2 separate regions of the Sus scrofa genome follow, and region 1 is linked to region 2. The links are chromatin contacts, called in public promoter capture Hi-C maps. All regions are on one chromosome and are shown on one strand. The core of a region is the stretch at or near the end of the contact, and the rest is flanking DNA. Distances in the headings are between cores, read along the strand shown.

The links. Promoter capture Hi-C pulls out the DNA fragments that hold promoters and counts their contacts.
Region 1: a promoter capture Hi-C map of liver shows a contact between it and region 2, with 2.8 times the contacts expected there. The contact joins the promoter of SFMBT1 here to the promoter of PBRM1 in region 2. A contact is called at or near these places in 1 of 5 promoter capture datasets (liver) and 2 of 2 datasets of contacts at active chromatin or transcription factors (alveolar macrophages and skeletal muscle).

The regions. Positions count from the first base shown.
Region 1 is chr13:35,178,440-35,185,575 of Sscrofa11.1, forward strand. SFMBT1 (scm-like with four MBT domains protein 1) reads right to left here and starts at 2,635. Exons shown (of 22, transcript XM_021068955.1): 1 at 2,121-2,635.
Region 2 is chr13:34,815,487-34,822,730 of Sscrofa11.1, forward strand. It overlaps PBRM1 (protein polybromo-1), which reads right to left and starts at 5,631. Exons shown (of 29, transcript XM_021068909.1): 1 at 4,849-5,631. The coding sequence starts at 5,466. It overlaps GNL3 (guanine nucleotide-binding protein-like 3), which reads left to right and starts at 4,757. Exons shown (of 15, transcript XM_001928454.5): 1 at 4,757-5,226; 2 at 6,410-6,468; 3 at 6,880-7,017; 4 at 7,129-7,242. The coding sequence starts at 5,214.

The DNA.
Region 1 (7,136 bases), core at 1,385-3,884, 360 kb after region 2:
TGTTTCCTGATCTTGGGCCACTCCCGTTTCCACCAGGCCGTTAGTTCTCTGACATTATAAACAAATCTCAACTCTGAAATCTACCTGTGGCCTAGAAAGATTCAACATACCCCTCAAAAAACCAGGCCAAAAGGCCCCAAAACGTACACAAGAAGACACTCATTTTCTGCTCTTCTCAAGACAGTAGACCAATGAACAACTACATTTTCAGGCATTTTACTTGCAAGGCAATAAAGTGTGACATCTTAAAAATGTGGTTCCAGAGGAGAAAGTACAAGCAGGGATTGATAAAATTCATCTTATTTCCCTTCAAATCTCTTTGATGTTTCTTGGCTCTCAAGACTATATTACTTCTAAGTAGGACTCAGGAAACCTCGCTCGCTGCGGTCCACCCGCATGGCTTTGAGTAACCCGCTGGGAAAAACCCCCACTAAATTAAAAAACCTGTCCCTGATAAGGGTGTGCTACACCACTCCCAACGCATAAGAAGACGGTGCAGGTGACCTGTGCTTTACGGCTCAGTTTCAGACCCCAGGGAGCAGCTGACATCTTGTGAAAAACTTAACATTGCATCCTTTCCGCGGGAATTTATCTCTGTTCTCACAAGGCGTTTCTACTTCCCACAAAGCAGGCCTGGCTTTTCAGAACACTCTGCTCGCCTCTCTACAGCTTCCTTCAAGGTCCAAAACCAGACTTTAAGGACAGAAATCGAAACGGTCACGGACCTCCGGAGCGGCAGGTCCAGCTGGGGCCGGGGGCGGGTTCCTGGCGAGCCCACGGCCAGCTCGCGCCGCGCAGGGGAGGCCCGGCGCACTCCACCACGCTGGCCGAAGCAACCGGTTGCGGCGGCCGCTAGACGCTTCACCTCTGCGCCGTGGCCGCCTTGGCCCTGTGAAGTTCGGACCGCTGCGCGGGCGGCGCGCCCCCGAGTCCTGCTGCGGGTTCGCGTCCCGGCCCCGGAGCGAGCCCGGGGGGCGGGTCCGCGGGGGCTCGGCGGGCGGGAGCGTGGGACGCGCGGGGAGGGGCGCGCGGCGGGCCCAGCGCGCCAGGGAACTTGGGCGCCCCCGGTGCGGCCGACTGGCCACTTTCCTTTCACGCCCGGGGGCTGCCGTGCGCCCTGCTGCCGGCTTGAGACGGCCGGCCGCGTCTCGCTACCGCGGCGAGGCGCCCAGGCGCGCTCCTGCCTCCCGGCCGGCCAGCGCGCGGGGCCTCGGGGGCGCGCCAGGCCGCGCGCGGGCGTCGCGCTCCCCCCGCCCCGCCCCCGCCCCCAACGTGCCGCCGCCGCCCGTTGGCGCCTCAGCCCGCGCGCCCGCCGGCCGCCGGCTCCCGGCGGATTTTCGTTGGCAAAGTTGCGCGGCCGCCTAGAAGGGGCCAGCAGGCAGTCCCCAGTCCCCGCGCCGCCGCCGCCCCTTCAGGCCGCCGCGCGGGAAGGCCCAGCCGGCAGCCCCGCTTTTTTACCTGCCGGGAGTTTTCGCGCGCTCGCTCTCTCAATAGCTCGCTTTTCCCCTCTCGCGCTCGTTTTCTTTCTTTCTTTCCTTCTTTTCGTTCGCCCGCGCGGACGCTTTTTCCGTTCGCGCCGCCTGCGCTCGCCCGCTCGCGCCCTCCTTCCTGCTGGGCTCCGCGGAGCGGGGCGGCAGGCAGCTCTCCCCGCCCCCCTCCACCCGCGCTCCGGCGGAGGCGGCGGCCGCGGCGCTCCGCACTCCGACTCATTCCAATATGGCACGGGCGCAGGGCGCATGCGCCCGCGCCCCCCCCACCATCCGCGCTCCTCCCGGCAGCCGGCGCCCCTCGCGCCGCGCGTGTGGCGCCCCCCGGCCCGGCCTCTCCAAGCCCTCCCGCGCGTCTGCCCGCCCCGCGGGACCTGTGCCGGAGGCGAGGCGACTGCAGACTTAAGTCCTGGGGGTCCAGAGCCACCCGCCGCCGCCGCCCGGCATGCTCCAGCCCACAACTTGCCCTGGACACCCCCTGGGCCGTGGCACAGGGCACGCGGTGGCGCCTCCCGCCCCCGACGGCGCTACAGCCCGGCGCGTTGGGGCCCCGACGGAGAAACGCGCCTCCCAGGACCCAGCGCCCACGCTGCCCCTGCTCGGACCCACGAGGGAAGGGCCCCCTCACCTCACCTCGGGTTGGATGGAACCCCGGGAACCAGGTGGCGTCCCGATGTCGGTTTTGGCGTTCGGGCCGGGGCGAAGCGCGATGCTGTCGTCCGCACGTGACAGCCTCTGGCAAGATGGCATTAGCGCAGGAACGCACCGAGCGGCGGCCTGAGCCCAGTTAGGCGCGTGTCGCCGCGGGAGAAGGCTGCGTCCGCCCGCCTGGCCCACGTCCGGGATCTGGCGCACCCTTGAGACCTGGGAGGGCACCTAACTGCCCCCTGACTGCGAAGTCAGACCGGAGCCCCGCGGCGCACCCGGTATTTCTAGGCTTCCGCAGGAGGCGCCCTGTAAATCCGAGTTTTCCTGCCGCTCGGGGCCCTGGCGAGGTGGCAAGAGACGGCTGTCTAAATCGGGCGGGAGAGCAGGGCCCCGGGGTCGAGACAGTAGCTCCTTAGTGACTATGAACCGGCCCCGCAACCCGAGGTGCCCACTTGCGGTTTACTTCTCCGAGCTCGTTCGCCCCTTACCCACCGAACACAGGTGCTGGTGGGACACTCGCCCGTCCCCACCTGCTCTGGAAGAGAGAAGGAAGTGCCCGAGCCTCGGAGACCTGGGAGTGCTCGGACTCCCGGTCCTGAGAGGAGGGCTCCGATGGGCGCTGATCACTGCTGCCTTTCAAGGTGGAGGAGTCATCCCCACCGCAAGGAATTCAGGGGTGCCAAATGCGGTTCAAGTCTGCGCTGGGAAATAATACCCCACTTTACAGAGTTGCTCACAGGCACGCTGCTGGCTGGATATTTTAACTGCCCCTGAAAAGACAATATGACAGCCAGGGAGGAAGAAAAATGCAAAAAGAGTAAAGTAGTATCCATAATACATGAAACTTTTCACACATTAAACCTTCCACCCACCTACACGTCTTTACATAGTAGCAACCACACATTGTCTTTTGTGTTTGCTACCATCACTAACATTTTTCTTTTGTTCACATGATGCATTTTTAATGTGTGCAGATATCTTCATCCATTCAGTCAGTCTCCTACCATTGCCTATTTTGGTTCCTTACAATTGTTTACTAACACATCCCTTAGTTCTGCCTTTGGGATAGATTCCTGGCAGTTAAATACCCAGATGAAAGGCTAAGCAAGGAAGGGCGAGGTGGGCTTGCCCCACAGTGCCAGAGGACTTACCAAAGAGCTGCTGCCCTACTCATTCTCCACCTCCCAGGAACAAGTGTAAAGAGTTTAATACACATTTCTAAGCCTTGGGTACCATCTTTTTTCTCCCCTATTTTAGCAGTGTCTGTTGGTAGTTCAAGGTTACTTCAGTATTTCTCAGTAAATGTTTATCCCTGCATTTACTATCTGTATTTCCCTTCTATAAATGATCTGTTCATGTCTATTCATCTTTTGGGGACTTGAACCTCTTCTAACTTCGAATAAGCATTTTTTTATGTTATATTGTTCCTATGTTGTCAGTGATCCAAAGTGACAGTCCATTGTTCTTTTTTTGTTTTATTCAATCTGTCATGCTAGTCTCTTGTGATTTTTTTAATTGCTCCAATGCTGATGAAGCGAGCTTTCTTCCACCCATCTGATAGTGTATTTTTCCACTGATTTTCTACAATTTTATTTATTTACTTAGTCTTTTTTGACCACTCCTGGCATTTGGAGTTCCAGGGCCAAGGATCAGATCCAAGCCCCAGTTGCAACCTAAGCCACAGCTGCAGCAACACTGGATCCTTAACCCACTGTGCCAGCCCTGGGATTGAACCTGTGTCCTAGGGCTCCCAAGATGCCACCAATCCCATTGCACTACAGCAGAAACTCTTGCACAATTTAATTTTATATTTAATTATTTGGCAATTATCCATGATAAGTTTATTTTGCCATGTGGTATCAAATATGGATTTAACTAACTACCGCCATCACCAATTTTTTTTTTTTTTTTGCTTATGGAGTCGCCATTTATTAAATAATTCTTTCCTTATCCTTTGCTTATTAAAATCTTTTATGCTAGACTTTTGATTTTGGTTGGTCTATTTCTGAATTTTCCATTTCCTTTCACAGATTTTGGTTTGAACAAATACCATGTGGATCTAAATATTAGTTCTTTAAAATAGGTTCTCACATCTGGTAGGTCTAGATATTCCCCTAATGGATTTTTATTTTATTCAGAATATCACTTGATATTCAGACCAGTTTAAGTCCATATACATTCTAGGATAATCGTACAGGCATTAAGAATGCTGGAGATGGGATCATCCAGATTCAGTACTCACCAGCCCAATAACCTTGGAAATGCGTATCCCTTCTAGGCCTTAGGGTCTTTGTCTATAAAATGGGGATTAGAGTAACACTTGCCTCACAAGCTCAAAGCTTGGCACATAGTGTATACTCAGTAAATGTCAGCTGTTGTTGCTGATATTTTTAAAAATTTATTTTATTAAAGTATAGTTGATTTACAATGTTGTGTTGTCACTGATATTTTTAGTTCCAAAGAAAATGGGATTTTGCATGGAGTTACATTAAACCTATGAATTAATTTAAACAGATCAACTATTCTATAATAGTTCATTTTCCCAACCAGGACATGTGCTATATCTTTCCATCTATTCAAATATTTAAAAACTGACACAGAAGCAAGCTCCCTCATTAACTCCAGCCTCTCTCCACTGCTCACTTTCATGACCTCTAAGGAAGAGGAAGAGCAGAGCCACAAGTTGAAACAGTTGAAAACTACCATTTAAGAGTCTGCCTTATGCAGGGCCCTGTGTGGGTGTAGGCATGTGTGCACATGCAGGACATCTTCTTTACCCCTTGCAATATCCCCCAGGGTAAGTCATGACATTCTCTATGGACAAAGAGCAAACTGGGAGTATCCAGGTCACTCAGTGAGAGGCAGAGCTAGACCACAAGCCAGGCGTGCTAGCTCCTCAACTTCTCTGCTGCTTAGAAATTTGGGCAGCTGTTAATCACAGAAGAGGCAGCTGCAGAGAAGCACAGAGAAAACTGATTTCTGGTTATGGCACACCCCTGCCTTAAAGCCTCCCAGGGCTTCCCATTGCACTTTGAAAGAATCAAAAGATCTACTTTGGCTTGTGGGTGATACTGGCCCTGACCACCCTACAAACACCATGCACCACTCACCTTGTTGCAGCTTAACTGTACCTGTCTCCTTTCCATACTATAAGTATGCCAAGGTCCTTTCCATCTCAGGACTCATGCACATGCTGTCCCACCACCTGGCATACTCTCCATCCCACCTCCTACATCAACCTTCATATAATTGGTACCATCTCATTGTTCCAGTATCTGTTTAAGGTCTCCTTGGAGAAGCCTTCCCTGTCTACTCTAAACAGATTCTCTCTCTTTTCCAATTGTTTCCTTCACAATTGGTGTTTATAATTTGTGTCTGTATGTGTTGGTCATCTTGGGAGATTCTGCCACTCTCATATAACCCACAAACATCAGTCCCCTAAAAAACAGAGATGTGCCTGTTTCGTTCACCATGGGTCTGGCCCTTTTTCTGAGAGGCAGCAGGTTGACAAGAGGATGGCTAGTATGTCAGCTGGCAACATCCAAGACTGAAGGTGGCATACTCTTGAGGTATCCCAGCCATTCCAATTCAGTCTGCACTTCCTACTGGCTCATTGGGGTGGGGGTGTATGTGTGTGGCAATTATGACGCCCTATCCTCACTGACCAATAGGTCAGTGTTTGATCATTCTCTATGAATCCCCTATTTCCTGAAGCCTAGCCTACATTTCCAAGTGAGCCTGCTCTCTGTGGTGAGTGTCAACTCAGGCACTTGTTCTGAATGAGAATATGATGACCAGGCCTGGACTCTGTGGATCCATAGAGCCCTTAGCCAGGATGTGGGTCCCTTTTAACCCAAGAAGAACTTAAAGCTCCAGGCCCTGCTGTCAGCAGTCAGCCCTCCACTGCCAATGACCAGCCAGCTCCCTTCAATTAGCTAAAGAGAAGCAAGTCACAGCATGACGCCTTTTAGCTAATCATGAAGGGATCAAGTGATCACCACCAAAGAGTCATGCTCAACACCATGCCACTCTCCACTGAGGCCTGGTTCACTTGCTGGGCCTGCTGCCCTGGGAGCACAGGCCTCTGCCACATGTCCCCTCGACACCTGCCTGGTTCTACCTCCATGTCCAGGCTCCAGCAATTCCCCCCACCAGGCATTCCTCTCTCCTATGCTGTGTTGCAAGGGAAAAAACAAAAAAACAAACAACAGCATATTTAGAGGCAGAAAGCTTGAGGTTCAAGTCCAGATTTAGTCACTGCTTCCTTATGAGACCTCATTTAATGGCACTCTGTATTTATCTGGGCCTCAGTTTCCTTATTTCTGTAAAATGGTGTTAAAGCCACACATCTTGCTGGGTCCTAAGAATCCAAGGCCATAACCATAAACACTCTTTTTTTTTTTTTTTTTTTTTGGTCTTTTTTTGTTGAGGGCCACATCTGTAGCATATGGAAGTTCCCAGGCTAGGGGTCGAATTGGAGCTGCAGCTGCTGGCCTACTCCAAAGCCACAGCACCACTGGATCTGAGCCACCTCTGCAACCTACACCAAAACTTGCAACAATGCCAGATTTTTAACCCACTGAGAAAGGCCAGGGATCAAACTCACATTCTCATGGATACCAGTTGGGTTCTTAACCTACTGAGACACAATGGGAACTTTAGCAGCTCTGTATTCTACTAGTTTTCAAAATATTGTACCCACATCAGTTAAGTTTTAAGCACACACCCTCCAGTATGTTTATTCATGTTTAAATCATTATTTAAACACATAGGAATAGGAAGTTCCCACGAGGTGTGGCTGGTTAAGGATCCAGAGTTACCGCAGTTGTGGTGCAGGCCACAATATGGTGTAGGCTGCGACTGTGGTGCAGGTTCAGTCTGTGGCCTGGGAACTTCCACATGCCACAGCTGCAGCCAAAAACAAACCAAAAAACAAAAAACACATATACTACTCCATCTACTAAAATATTACATGCATTATAAAACATACGCAAAATATAG
Region 2 (7,244 bases), core at 4,381-6,880:
GACCTTGATGCAAATATGTAGTGCAAAAGGGTAGAGGAACAGAGGACTGGTTAACCTTCTAGCATTTCAGATATGCCCTAAATTAACACACTGAAAATTGAGTTTTCTCCATTCCTTAAAACACTTAACATGACTTACTGTACCTATGCTAAAGTAGCAAATCTGTGTTTTAAAACTTTTCTGTTAATCCAGACTAACTTCCTTTTCAGTTATGTGACGTACTCAGCTCTACTCTAAGGAACTCACAGCTTTATATTTTCAGTAGGTGATCTGGAAGACCACCTCAGAAGTGAACTTTTAGGTCCTCCTTGGCCTTTCAGAAATATGTAAATACTTGCTCTCGGTTTTAGTAAGGCTACTAAATAATATTAACACAACTTTACAGATACACATATTTGACTATAACACAAGAAATGCAACTACTGAAATGATCTGCTACAGCTAGAGGGAAAGGGTGTATACCCAAGAAAGTCCTACAAGGTTTATACAATTTAACAACATCAGGCAGTATATTATGATTTCAAAAGTCTTTCTCTAAAGCAAAAAGAAAAAAGTGATCCCAATGTCATTCATCAACATTCAATTTCAGGAAACTAAGACACTAACAGCTGAAAGAATGGGCTGCCAGTGGTATGGAGAGAAAAACTGGGTATCTCCAGGGAACAGAAAGCAGAAGCAAAACAAACCAACAAATAACAAATTCTGGTAACCAACTAAGAAACAAGAGGAGTTTCTTATCTCTTCCTCTGAACTGCAATCCACATGGTGTTTAAACACAGAGTCTAAAGTGATGATGTTCCTTCCTACGGGACTTGGTTTGTTATACAGTGTATTAGTTTGCAATTGGCCGAAGCTTCAAAGGACTTAGACCAAGGCCAGCCAAATATTGCTGATCTTTGTTTGCTTTATAAAAGGTTGACAAACTGGCCTTACTTCATTAAGATGAAGAAACTAAGGACCAGACTTCTGTAAACAGTCTATGACGAGGACACAAGTGAATTTGATGAACATAAGGTGGGACTCTTTATGAAGAGGATAACAAAATTTAAGAAAGGTGGAAGGGAAAAGGCAAGGAAGGACAGAAAAGGAAAAGGGTGTAGATGATCAGTAATTTACCAGCTTTACCAGAGCACAACCAGCGCCTCGAAAAGCCAGTCTCCTCATTATGTCTGAAGGCCAAGTGAAGCCAGGGGGAGAAGGCAGGGCTTTAGAAGTGCTGATTCAGTGTTAATATATTCAAAACTGAAAGAGAAGAACAAGGCAGAGAAAGGGGAAATAAAAAGAAGGGTCAGAAAGAGCAAAAATGAGTACGGATAGATAGAAAACATTCAAACAGAACTGCTAAAGAAAGATAAGAGAACTGAAGAAAACAGGCATATCAGTTCTGTTCTGCTAAGCAAACCACTGCAAAGGGGCAGGCACTAATAGTACGCTTCCATTGCTTCCATTTTTAAAACCAAATGCTTTTCACATGCTTAAAGATGTCTCACTGAGGCTCCCCTTTACTCACCTGGAATGACTGTCAATTCCAGGAATGAAGCATGCCTGTCCAACTGCCCCCCAGTCAATAAGAGCAGAGTTCAATTAGAGTTGGAATGAAGGGTGAACACATGTGGAAGGCTCACATGTGACACCAAATGTTAGCAAGCTGGAACAAACTAAGAATGGCTCATGTGAGCAAAGAGTCTGAAAACTCACCAAAAAAAATTCAGAGAAAGACATTTCTTTCCTAAAGTCCTAAGAGCATTGAAAGGATACCACATGCAACTTTGGAAAGGTTTAAAAAGGGGGGGGTGGAGTTCCCATTATGGCTCAGTGGTAACAAACCCAACTAGTATCCATGAGGATGTGGGTTCAATCCTTGGCCTTGCTCAGTAGCTGAGGGATCCAGCATTGCTGTGATCTGTGGTGTAGGTCGCAGACGAAGAGTTGGTTTGCTGTGGTGTGGGCCAGCAGCTGCAGCTCCAATCTGACCCCTAGCCTGGGAACTTCCATAGGTCTCAGGTGAGGCCCTAAAAAGACCAAAAAAAAAAAAAAAAAAGCCTTCAACCATGTGGCAGGAGATCAAAATTACTTTTGCAAATAATCCACTGAAAATCAAATGACAAAAAATGTAAATCACTGGGGTATATGTATATATAGTTTAGACCATACAACATCAAAAACTCCTTGAATCATTAATTTACTTTGGTAAGAAAAAAAAAGGTCCTTATTACCTAAGAATAATTTTCAAATCTCATCCAAAGAATACATTTTAAAATGTATTTTGGAAGTTTAGCAAGAAAGGAAATGTAGGAGGAGCAATAAGACCTGAGCTCAGAAGACAAGAGACCCAAGTCTTTCATCTCTATCCATTTGATGTTGCTTGAGTTACAACCTCTCAGATCTGTCTCTTCATTTCTAAAATGAGAACACTAGAGTGTACATACCTCCCTGAGATTGTCGTGACAGTGAGATGTACGTGAAATCACTTTGAAACTTCAAAGCACAACAAAAGTGTTAAGTTTTAACTCTAGGACTGCATGCTCCCTTGGACACAGGAACAGCATTTTTTTTTCTTTTTTATTTTTTTTAGGGCCACACTGGCGGCAGCATATGGAAGTTCCCAAGATAGGGGTCAAATTGGAGCTGTAGCTGCTGGCCTACACCACAGCCATGTGGGATCCGAGCCTTGTCTTGAGACCTATACCAGAGCTCACAGCAACGCCGGATCCCCTACCCATGGAGAGAGGCCAGGGTTTGAATCTGCATCTTCATGGATATTAGTCAGATTTGTTTCCCCTGAACCACAACGGGAACTCCAGGAACAGCGTTTTATCCATTTTTGTAGCCTGATTTACAGCACAGTTTGGGTGATCAACTTCTGTTTAATAAATGTATTAAAAGTGAACTTAAATGGGATGTTAAGAAAAAAGTTTGTGTAGTTTAGAAGGTCTGTGAGCATCCATTCAGCAATTCTTTTTATATAAAGAGAACAAGAAATCGATTCTGAAGCTCAGTTACAAGTTTTAAAATGGCACTGATTACAATCACAGGTCCAAAAGTCTAAAAACCAATGATAAATTACAGTGGACAGTAAAGAATAACTTTACAATGTGCAACTGGGAAACTATTTACTCAGTAAAGCTTTGCTGGTATGTTTTGACAATTTATAAACTTTCAGTACTTTCCTGTATTTCTAGTGATTCTTTAGTACTGCAATACATGTTTAAAACAAAAATCTTGGAAAACAGACGGTTCAAAGAGAAAAAAAAAAACCCACTTATAACACTAATTTCCAGAGAAAATCCACTCTTAACATTAGTGTTGACACTTTCAGTATTTATTCACGCCTCAGCTGCCTTTAAGAAAAACAAAACTACGAACAAACTGCGTATATTATATTGCAGCCTGTGTTTTAACTTAGGGATGATTCTCCCAAGTTGACATTCTTTCACATGATGTTGGATGGCTTCATAGTAGTCTCTCATACATATACAACAATTTACTAATCTTGAAGATCTGGGAAGAATATTAATATGCGAGGTATTTTGTACACTTCCAAAGCCAAAGACAGTGGTCAAAGCACTTTTACTCATCCACATGCACATGTAACTGGTTTGACATATTTCTTCAAAAGATATCATCCAGGAGTTCCCATCATAGCTCAGTAATAACGAGCCCGGACTAGTATCCAAGAGGATGCAGGTTCAATCTCTCGCTCAGTGGGTTAACGATAGGGCATTTGCCGGGGGCTGTGGTGTAGGCTGCAGACCTGGCTCGGATCTGGCATTTCTGTGGCCAGAAGCTACAGCTCCAATTCAACCCCTAGCCTGGGAATCTCCATATGCTGTGGGTTCAGCCCTAAAAAGACGAAAAAAAAAAAAAAAAAAAAAGATATCATTCGATATTTCTTTGGATCTTAAAACATGGCCAATATACTAACAAGTTATAAAGCAGAAATTACTACGCTTTTGTATAGTCCAACTTGTTTCTGAATTACATTTGGGAAAAGAGCACACTACAAAATGGAAAAAAACAATACTTAGAAATCATTTTTGAGGAGTCCTAGCTTGTTGGAAAATAAGTTAATACAAACGCTTTATTCCAACATGTTTCTAAAATCATAGTAATAATTTCTATAACCACCATACCGTATATTTGTCTTTGTTTCTGAGGGTCCCCTCTAAATTTTTGCCAGTTTTTCTTCCCCCTTAAGTCACCAATATGTACCCTATAATAACAAAACCATGTTTCTCTCTCAGTAAAAAATTTTGAGACGGAAAAATATTAAAACTCAGAAGTTTACACAATTTTAAACCTTGATTATTTGTGGTGTTGCAGTTAAGTAACTCTATGCGGCCCCTACGATAAATACAAGTCCCACTGATAAAAAACAGTCTGAACACAGTTAGCCAGAAAGTGTTTTTAAAAAATTACTAGGAGGCTTTGCGCCCGAACCGCCAGGAAAAGACAAGAAAAAAAAGAGGCCTTGAACTGTGGAGAAAATGAAAGACTTTCCGACCTGTCACTGGTACGACCTGTCACTGCTACGGGGGACTAAGAGATACGTTGACAGCTTTGAAGCTGTCCGCGACAAGCGCTCGATCAGCCGCCGGGGGCGGGAAAGCGGGTCTCCGAGAGTTTCCGGGCCGCGGCGCGCCTTTGTCCCGGCCGGCAGGTGCGGCAAAGCTGCTGGGCCCGTCACGAAGCCTGCCGCCGTGCCCCGCCCCGCGCACCCGGCCGGACCGGCGCGTCCCCACGGCCGGGGCGGGGCCTCCGCCGCTGCTCCCGCCCGCCCGGGCCCACACAAAGGCCCGGCAGTCGGCCGAGAGGAAGCGGCCCCGCCCGCCCCGCGCCTGGCCTTACCCAGCCGCTCCGCCGCCTGCAGCCCCGGCCGCGGTCACCGACCGCCGCGCCCCGCCCCGTGGCCGCCACGGCTGCTGCTATTGCTCCTCCGGCCGCGGCCGCTGCCGTCGCTCCAGCACCCGCCGCCCTCACCGCCCTCACCCCTCCCGGTTCCGCCGCAAAACCAGCCCCGCGGCCGCCAAGCGATCCTGGCTCTGCGCGACACTGCGTGCGCGCGCACGCGCGCCGGCGGCGGTGCGCTTTACGGCAGCTGCGTGAGTGCGTGACGCTCACTAGTGGCCTTAATTCGCACGTGGCCCTTTCGGAGGCACATTGTGTCTGCGAGCGCTGGTGTAACTGCTGGCATTGCCTTTCCAGCTTCCAGTATGAAGCGGCCGAGTGAGTCGGGTCGTGGGGCGGGTGTAGAGGGACTTGATGGTCGATGAGCCTGTGCCGCTTGATCTGTGGAAATAAGGGTCTAGCGGGTAGGTTGTCTCCCTGGTCCATCCGAGGGTTGGAAGGCCCCACGTTGACCGCGGGCCCGTGGTACAGAAGGAAGGCTGAGTCCCAAGGATGAAGATCAGGGTAGGGTTTCTTGAGGCGTATTTCAGTGTCTGAGCCGGGTTTTGGGCCCAGCATTTTCCCTTCTACGGCCACGTTCGGTCCGGCCCTGGTAAGGTCTGAGAGTCGCCTCTCAAACCCAATGTTAGGTTTTCCTTTGTGATTTTGTTGTTTGACAAGAAGTAGCTGTCGTCTTGAGTCTTATACGCTCCTGTGTGTGATCCCAGTCTTATCTTGGAAAAGTGAGACCATGAAAGTTGGGCTCTATACCAGATCTATTAATTAGGTCACATTCTCTGGGACTTGGGTGGCCCATGTTTGTTTTTATCGGGGGCCCCACAGTTTTTTTTTTTTGTTTTGTTTTGTTTTTTTGTCTTTTAGTGCCGCACATGCGGCATACGGAAGTTCCCAGGATGGGGATGGAATCCGAGCTGCAGCTGCTGACCTACACCACATCTCATAGCAACACCAGATCTTGAACCCACTGAAGGAGGCCAGGGATCCAACCCATTTCCTCATAGGTACTAGTCGGGTTCCTTACTGCTGAGCCAGGACAGGAATTCCTCACAGGATACTTAAAATAGGTTTCAGAGGTAGTTAATTACTTAACAAAATAAATGGATAAATGGATATGACCCTAGAGCAAAGTCATCAAAAACTAAACAAATCGATCGTTTATGGATGAAATAGATTATAAAAAGTGATTTTAAAAAGTAATATCGGCGTTCCCGTCGTGGCGCAGTGGTTAACGAATCCGACTAGGAACCATGGGGTTGCGGGTTTGGTCCCTGCCCTTGCTCAGTGGGTTGACGATCCGGCGTTGCTGTGAGCTGTGGTGTAGGCTGCAGACGCGGCTCGGATCCCGCGTTGCTGTGGCTCTGGCGTAGGCCAGTGACTAGAGCTCCGATTCGACCCCTAGCCTGGGAACCTCCATATGCCGCGGGAGCGGCCCAGGAAATAGCAAAAAGACCCCCCCAAAAAAAAAAAAAAAGTAATACCTTTGTGATCTATTGCTTTGTAGAGTTAAAGAAATCAAGTAAACGCATGACCTGCCATAAGCGGTATAAAATCCAAAAAAAGGTAAGTCTTGTTGTTGGGAGAGTTATAGCAACTGTAAAGCTAAACTTATTTCTGCCCCACTCCTCCACAAAGAGGTCTCTATTAATATGACTTCACCTCAGGAAACAGAGATTGAATAGACTAGCTATGAGAGCAAGCTTTTAGGCATCAGAAGTACAGCTGTGGGAAAGTGCAGTGATAAAGTGATGAGAAAGTCTATAAAATTGATTAACATGGTAAGAATTGCTGCAAAAAGAATCTCCTGCTGACATTTTCTTGTTGATGTATATATAAACGTGGTGGGTCCTTTGTATTGCAGTTAAAGTGTTTTTAGGTCATCTTACCAATACAACTAAAATGCAACATGATTGATTTTTCATGTGAGTTCTCTTTAGTATTTTTGTATGCTGATAAATTTTTTTCTCTTGATAGGTACGAGAGCACCATCGAAAATTGAGGAAAGAGGCTAAAAAACGAGGTCGAAAGAAGCCTAGGAAAGACCCAGGAATTCCAAATAGTGCTCCTTTTAAGGAGGCTCTTCTTCGGGAAGCTGAGCTAAGGAAACAGCGGGTAAGATGCATTAGCTGAAATTTTCAACAAGTGATGTGTGTATTTTTTCAAAATAAAGTCAGAACACCAGGTCACTTTGGCTCACTCATTTCTCTTGTGGCTTGGACATAGCTTGAAGAACTGAAACAGCAGCAGAAACTTGAGAGGCAGAAGGAACAGGACAAGAAAAGAAAACTTGAAACTAATCCTGGTGTTGAGCTGTCTCACAAGGTTCTTGTGAAAGAGGT